2 separate regions of the Pan troglodytes genome follow, and region 2 is linked to region 1. Evidence: chromatin contacts called from public Hi-C data. All regions are on one chromosome and are shown on one strand. The core of a region is the stretch at or near the end of the contact, and the rest is flanking DNA. Distances in the headings are between cores, read along the strand shown.

Region 1 (4,066 bases), core at 423-2,922:
ATGTTGGTCATGTTTTTATTAGAACAGTGTAATATAATGGACTGTGATCTATACTGTATTCCATATTGTCTTAGTTTAAATGGATATGTTCCCCCCTCTGCCCACCCCGTACCACACACCTACAAATAAGTTTCTTTTGAATACCAACACCAGCAAAATCAGGAAACCCTTAGTAAGGGTGCTTAGATGCTGTTTGATATTTAAGGCAGTAAGCTCAACTGGCCTTTACATTCATTGATGAGAGCAAATTATTGTTTTTTAAATAATTTTAATTTTTAAACATGTTTCATGTTCTAGGCAATATTTGTTTAAATTGTGTTTTTGTGCTAGGTTCTATAACAACTATGTCCCAATGTAAGGAATAAGAGGTAACCTACTGAATGCTTCTTTTTTGAGATGGAGTCTCGCTCTGTCGCCCAGGCTGGAGTGCAGTGGCGTGATCTCGGCTCACTGCAAGCTCTGCCTCCCAGGTTCACGCCGTTCTCCTGCCTCAGCCTCCTGAGTAGCTGGGACTACAGGTGCCCGCCACCATGCCTGGCTAATTTTTTTGTATTTTTAGTAGAGACGAGCTTTCACTGTGTTAGTCAGGATGGTCTCGATCTCCTGACCTTGTGATCCGCCCGCCTCAGCCTCCCAGAGTGCTGGGATTACAGGCATGAGCCACTGCTCCCGGCCCCTACTGAATGCTTTTAAGTGACTTTTCTTGGTTTAATTTATCACCTTTCATAGAGAAGTAAGCACTGGCTCATATAAGTTATTTGGGAAAAAGTGAATATTTGTAGTATTTAGAATGTCCAGATTCCTGCATCTTACCTTTGTATATAGCTGGGAACTTAAAAATGAAAAATTGCAACCTAACTAAGCACAAAATTCTATGTGTTTTGGGCAATTTCTGTCCGGAAGCTTATTATCCAACTACTTCAAATAACTTTAACCAGTTGAAATGTAGTCATACGCCGTGAAGTCAGTGATTAAAATTTCAGATTTGCTAAAACAGTTTCCCTCAATTAAGGAACTAAAAATCTATTTACTTTTCTACTATGGCAAAAGACCTGGGACCTTTATTCAGAATTTATTTACTTAATTTTACATATGATTGTAAACTGTAATTATCTGATTTCTCAAATTAAAAGCTGTTGAGAAGCTGCCATTTAGGAAATTGAGAGCAACAAAAGACAGCAACACTGACTCAAAAGGAGCTCTACCCAAACAGAAGGACAGGAAAGAGAAAAATGACTGTTCTTTGTACAGTGCATCATGTTGTAGTCTTTATGAAGAAAAATTTAGAATATGGTTTATATATTCTGCCTCAAAAGGCACATAAGTTCATAATATATTTTAAGAGGATCTTTTAAAAATCAATATAGTTCAGTTAAAATCAGTTTTAGAACTTACAGCACTCGACTCCATATATTATCATCTGCGGAACGTTGCACTTCAGTTTTTCCATATGAATGATGTTAGTGCATTTACATGACGTTCCAGAAGGCTGAGAGATAGCATATCTTAATGCACCAGTTCTCAAATTCTTCTAGCCCAGATCCCTTGTGCAAAAGATGTTTTGACTCAGAATCCTGATTTGTAAAACAAAGGAGGAGGCATTGCATTTCATTGAATGCATGAGGCTTCCTGAGTTTTCTCCGCATCTTCCTTCCATCTTCAGTGACTTTCATAACAGACTAAGAAATCCCTGGAACTCCATAGAACTTAATGCAGAGCGTAGTGTCAAGCACGAAGCTAGACTAGGACAGGAGTTATTGGCAAGGAGGGAGGCTTTTCAGGCATCCTTAAATCACACCCTGTAAGTGGTTTCCTACCTGTGGTAATATTGCATTGCTTATCCACAATGTAATTTACTAGGAGTTTCATGGGAAATGAATAGACTAAAATCAACTCCAGTTTCCTTTGTGTCGCTATAACTCTGATTAGCAATGTGACTCAAATGCCCCATGCGTTTTCCACAGGTGGTGCCAAAGCAGTGATTCGCACCAGGATATCCATAGGAAACAGAAGGAAAACCATGATTTGCTTATGGGTGCTCTACCCTGTAGAGCAAAATAGAATTTTTTGATTCTTCTTTTGATTGCTACTGCTGTGTTACTACGATTACTACTGTATATTTTCTTGTTGTTCCTCCCCCTCCTTCTTTTTCTCCTCTTCTTTTCTTTTTTAGTAGTAGAACAAGACACTGTTCAGTAGTGTAGCTAGATGCTTTGGTTTCTTTTATCATTGTTATGTGCAAAAGCAATTGTCAAACGTATTTCATGTGCTACACCATGTTCTTCCCTCAGGAAGAGGAAATCCGAGAGTGATAAAAGCATCTGCAAGCAGAATAAAGGAATCTCAGTCAGTGGATTTCTTCTACAAGTTTCATGGCAGCGGTACTGCAGTGTTTTAGGTTTTTGTTGGTGGCTGATAATGTGTAAATACCCCATGTTGAATGAATGCAGCTGTCCAAGACCTATGAGGCTGCATTTTCTTTCCTAATCCTACCCCTCCAAAGTGGTGGTTTGCAGCTCTTCAAATCTCTGGCCGCAGCAATGCTTTATTTCTTCTCACCTACCTGACACAATTGACTCAAAAATTATACCTCAGCAGGGGAAACCACTCCTCGGAAGGGGAAGGTTGCCAGCAATCTCTAAGAGGACAGGAACTCAGGACCTTTCACACTTGGATGCTTTGATAGCCCATCTGACAGATAGGCTTAGTTATAGTACATTTCTTTCAGGCTCAAACACAGAAATTATTCATACAAATCCTCCTTCCAGTCTGTCCTTTATAGAGAGGGCTGAACTTTCCTATCTTAGATCCTGCATGACACTGGCAGTCATGAAATGTAGATTCTGCTCATTCATCTCTCTCCATGCAGTCCATTTTTTATCATTAGAGAAAAAAGATAAACTTTAAAAAGTTTTATTTCATTATAATTTTAAACTAATACTGACTGTCAGAGAGGCCGAATTGTGTAATGCTTATAAGCATGAGCTCTGAAGCCAGACCACTTGGCCCTGCTGTGCCTTAATTCACTGACCTTGGGCAGTTTTCTCATCAGTGAAATGGAATTAAGAATAGGACCTGTTTCATAGGGTTGTGAGGGTTAAGTGAACTACCATTTGTGAAGTGCTTATAAGAACAGATAGCAAATACTATATTCCTATTAGCAGCGTTTCCTGCTTTTGTTGCTATTCTTATTATTGTTTCCTGGGCGTAAAAGCTGAACTTGCCTTCCTTTACTTCTGGAAGATTTGGGCAGAAACCAAAGTAACTTAGTCTAGACTCATGCCTGGGATAGAAGCCTAAAATGACTGGCCCCTGGAAATCTAGACTCTTTGGCAATAGGTAAAGAATGCCTGTTTTCAACTTAGATCTGAGTTTGGATGTTGGTCTTGCCCCTTAGCTACTTGAGTGATAATGTAGAAAATATTTTAAAATGGAAGAGAATAATGCCTATATTGTAAGGTTCTGAAACTTAGAAATGACAGAACAAAGAGCCGGTTCTTGTTATATGCTCAAAATATTGGAGCTATTATTATTATTATTTGAAGAGACAATCTAGCCCACCCTAAATCATGCAGATATGGAGCTACTTGGTGAGTGGAGAGACTGTTGATAAAGTTTGTCAGTTTATTCAATATTTAAGATGAAGTTTTAAATTTGCTTTGTAATAGAAATAATTACAATATTTGCTGTATTTATGTATTTATTATATATGCCCACTTGAATACTAGGGAACTCTTCAGAACAGACTGTTAACATTTCTTTTTTGTCTTTTGAATTGAATATTGTAGAAATCAGCTCTCAGGAGGAAGTGTGCAGTCTGTAAAATCGTCGTCCACACTGCCTGCATTGAGCAGCTAGAAAAGGTAAGAGCGCGCCCCCTGCTGCAGTTTTGTTACATTGCAAGTATTTGGTCTTCAGAGGCCGGGTGTAAATTTCCAGTTCCAACTTTTTGAAAACAATGCCCTTAAAAAAAACTGGAAGTCCAACATTATTACCAGATTACTAATGGAAAGACAATGTTTAAGGGTCGTTCACTGTCTTGTTTGCTGAAGTGTAATTTGATATC
Region 2 (4,066 bases), core at 1,050-3,549, 340 kb before region 1:
TTTGGCATATTCTGTTAGAAGAAAGTCCTCAGGTCTAGCCCAGACTCAAGAGGAGGGAATTACACAAGAGCGTGAGCACCAGGAAGTGGGATCACTAGATGCCATCTTGGAAACTGGCTACTACATGGGGTATAAGCAGGATTAGACTTTGTCAAAAGCAGAACTGCTTCACGGATAAATGTTTGTATTCCTACATTAAGGAAGATGTACAGATGGTTCCTGACTTATGACTTATGATTTCCTGACTTTATGATGGTGTGAAAGAGATATGCATTCAGTAGAAGCTGTACTTTGAGTTTTGAATTTTGATCTTTTCCCGGGCTAGCAATACGCAATATGGTATTCTCTCCTGGTGCAAGGGAGCCATAGCTCCCAGTCAGCCACACAATCATGACAGTAAATAACTAGTACTGTGTTGCCAGATGATTTGGTCCAACTGTAGGCTAATATAAGTGTTCTGAGCACATCTAGGGTAGGCTAGGCTAAGCTATAATGTTTGATAGGTTAGGTATAGTAGATGCATTTTTGACTGATGATATTTTCAATTTATGATGGGTTTATGTGGATGTAATCCCATTGTACATTGAGTGACAGATTAAAAAAATAAGAAAGGTCTTTAAAAATGGAAAGAGCAATCTATGGAAAGAATGTGATGAAGGGGATACTAGGCTGGAAAAGAAAAACCAAGAACCTAAGAGAAAAATGAGAAAACTATTATATAAGGAAGGTGTGTGCCCATAAACTAGAGCTTCTATTTAAGCATTAAAATAATCTCAAAAGCTGGGCGTGGTGGCTCATGCCTTAAATCTCAGCACTTTGAGAGACTCAGGAGAGAGGATTGCTTGAGCCCAGGAGTTTGAGGCCAGCCCAGGCAACAAAGTGAGATCTTGCCTCTACAAAAAATTTAAAAATTAGCCGGGTGTGGTGGTGCACATCTGTGGTCCAAGCTACACAGGAGGTTGAGGCAGGAGAACTGTTTGAGCCCAGGAGGTGGAGGCTGCAGTGAACTGAGATCGTGCCACTGCACTCTAGCCTGGGTAACTGAGTGAGACTCTGTCTCAAAAAAAAAAAAAAAAAAAAAAAAAAAATTCTCAAAAGACCCCAGAAGATAGGACCAGACAAATGCAATAGTTTATATGATAAACTGCTGCTTTAAAGACAACATAGAGTTCAAAGACATTTGTCTCCACCCGCCAAAAAATACTTGCCAAGGAAACAACACAATAGCTAATACCTGAATGTGCCATTGTAAGAAACTTCTAGAGCTAACTGGCAAAGACCTACTTTTATATTTAAGATAGGTAAACTATATTTTTAAGGGCTTTTTTTTTTGGAATTAAAAAGGAGGAAGAAGAATCACAGTGTTGGGGGGAATTCCTTTAGAACAGGCCATCTCTTCCCTATTCTAGGAGGCAGGCCTGGTGCTCTGGCCCTGGCTCACCTTTCCGGCCTTTCCCACCCCTCCCTGCCAAGCACCTCTGCTGCAGCCACACTGGCCTCCCCAGCAGTCACGTGAACACCAGCTTCCCCCGAAATCTCATTTCCTTTAGGAAGAACTTCCCTGATCAGCACGTAAAATAGCATCGATCTTGACGCATCCTGTTTTCCTGCTTTTATTTTTCTTTATAGCAAATTCCACTTTCTGAATTTAAATGTTTATTTCTTTGTTTATTGCCTGACTCCTCTGAGATAAAAGCTCTATGAATTCAAGGACTGGGCTCACTTCTGTAGGACCTGGAAAAGCATGCCATTGACTCTTATCAAGCAGATGAAAGAAAAACATACAATAAGTGAAGTCCATAAAAAATAGAAGAACCCAACAGAAAATGGGCGAAAAAGGTGAAGAACAATGACAATTTCCTAGAGCTGCACTAATATAAATGTATGTCCATGAGGAATATTTGTATTTTTGTATAATATGTAATCCATTTAAAAAATTCCGAGAGATTCAAATGAACTAAAGTACTTGAAAATGTTTAAGTCCCCCGCGCAACAACTCTCGCGCCCCCTGTCGGCGCGCTGGCTAATTTCTGAGGATTCTCAGCAAGAGGACTGAACTCACCCTCCCTCTTTTACAAAATGTATTCTTGTCGCTATTTCATTGGCTGTACCTTTCAGACGCCCCTTTCACATTAGTCAAGCCTCCAGTCCATCACTTCTGGATCCAAGCCCTCTATTGGTCAGCTGTAGGCGACAGCCGACAGCGGGCCGCGCTCAGGCAGGAGGAGTTCCTCGGTGACGTCACAGACACTCCCCGGCTACATTCCAAGGCGTGGGCGGAGACTTCCCGCGGCCTCTGCCTTTGGGGGCGGGACAAAGCCGAGAATGAGACTTCTGATTGGGTCTGCTAGGCAAGGCGGATATCCAATTGGTCAAGCCTTGGAGGGAGGTGGGGCCGCAGCTGGGTCCTGGAGCAGAGCCGAGGAGCCCTGGGGTGTCTCAAAGTTTGTGTCTGGAGCCGTAGCGGCAAGTGGGCTTGCGACTAAGGGATTTTCCTGGGATGAGAGCGGGTCTTCTGCCTTCATTTTGGATGCACATCCCGCTTTAGCCCCGGCAGCCTTTGGTCCGGCTCGTGTCCCTGGGGATTCTCGGATCTCCGAGGACACCGGACGGGAGCGCTTGGCCATCCTCTCTCCGTCAGAGGAGCAGACGTTTGCTTTCCAAGTGCAAAACTACAGACACGCGCGCGCACGCACGCACGCACACGCGGAGAGAGAGGAACCTTGCCGGTCCGAGGCAGCTCTGCGCGTCCCCTCCTGCGCTTAGCATCCTCGGCCCAGCGCGGCCCGCACCGCCATGGAGGTGCTGGAGAGCGGGGAGCAGGGCGTGCTGCAGTGGGACCGCAAGCTGAGCGAGCTGTCAGAGCCCGGGGACGGCGAGGCCCTCATGTACCACACGGTGAGGACCCGGCGGGCGGGGCAGGAGGGCTTTCAAAGCGGGCAAGTGTTGTCACGCGAGGAGCAGCTGGAGTCCTGGGACCCGGGAAGGCAGAGTTTGGGGCAGGGCACGGTCAGAATCAAGAGGTCCTGGGCGAGGTGTACTTTAATGTCTGAGCAGATGAAGGCGGGCAGCTGGCCCCTTTACATTTCTCATGAGAGTAATGCCACTTTGTATTCCTTTAACAATTCATGCTTTTTTCCCTGAGGCTTTTTCCATCTGTAATATCATTTTCTGTTGTTAACAGTACTGTAATGCGGGAGAGGGAGTGTGTGTTTTGAGAATAACATGCCTCCGCCTAGTTTGCTATTGATTTTTTTTTGAGGTTTTCAAAAACTGGACAAGATTAAGTAGCATTTCCTTTTCATCTGTCTCGTATTCTCTTTCCCTCTCTCCCTCCCTTCCTCTTCTTTCATATTTATATTTTAAAAAGTACACGTGTGTGTGTGTGTGTGTGTGTGTGTGTGTGTGTGTGTGTGTGTGTGTGTTGAAAGGGCTCCTCTACGTTTAGGAGAAAGGCGGCTTTATTTGCTTTCTTAAACTGTACGGCCAAGGAGTCTCCTTCCTCCCTCTTCGGAGGAAAAACCAGCAGAGGAGTATGGAAAATCTGAGACAGTTGCATATTTAAGGAAGGCTCTGGGGAAGGTGGGACAGCTCACCAGTTGCTTGTTCAGTCTTATACTAATGCCTCGGAGATCTCTTTGGGGATTAAGCTGTCCCAGAGCACGCACATTTCTTTTAAAGTTTTTAATGTCAACTTTTTGGTATTAAGTTTGCAAAATGAAATTTTGTTTTCAATAGCCAGCACTGATCATAGGACTTTATGCAAGATCTCTTTGTTTGATTCTTATCCATGCAGACGTTTGTAATGGGGGTGGGGCTGGGGTGAGGGGGGACACTAATGAGAAAACCACTGGAGGCTTGGCTGCTTCCCCTTCACGCTTTTTTAATGGGGTCAGTACCAAGATATTTGAAACTTTCGCAAAATGGCCTGCAGGCTCCACCTCTTTGGCCTTTGACTCTGGCTGACGTTATTTTGAGACAAGGAATGAGGGCCTCCCTGCTGATTCCCACCGAAGTATTTGTGGTGGCTGAGAGTGGCTTGTTTTAAAAAAATGCAGAGTGCAGG

Evidence for each region. A called contact is a pair of places that touch in the nucleus more often than the background predicts.
Region 2: a contact with region 1 is called in a Hi-C map of induced pluripotent stem cells, with 1.7 times the contacts expected there. The contact joins the promoter of CREB3L2 here to the enhancer-like site in region 1. A contact is called at or near these places in 2 of 7 Hi-C or Micro-C datasets (induced pluripotent stem cells and stem cell-derived neural progenitor cells) and 1 of 1 datasets of contacts at active chromatin or transcription factors (stem cell-derived excitatory neurons).

What each region holds. Positions count from the first base shown.
Region 1 is chr6:153,021,122-153,025,187 of NHGRI_mPanTro3-v2.0_pri, reverse strand. It overlaps DGKI (diacylglycerol kinase iota), which reads left to right. Exons shown (of 37, transcript XM_063815623.1): 4 at 3,789-3,863. Among named protein-coding and RNA genes, the nearest start is that of DGKI, 190 kb to the left of the region's middle. Within about 2 kb of position 1,672, at least 2 of the 24 cell types and tissues checked have an H3K27ac peak or open chromatin away from gene starts, as enhancers often do. A contact at or near this core is called in induced pluripotent stem cells, where this site is marked.
Region 2 is chr6:153,364,478-153,368,543 of NHGRI_mPanTro3-v2.0_pri, reverse strand. It overlaps CREB3L2 (cAMP responsive element binding protein 3 like 2), which reads left to right and starts at 2,299. Exons shown (of 12, transcript XM_001148336.7): 1 at 2,299-2,898. The coding sequence starts at 2,797. It overlaps LOC134810578 (a long non-coding RNA gene), which reads right to left and starts at 2,307. Exons shown (of 4, transcript XR_010159017.1): 1 at 2,112-2,307.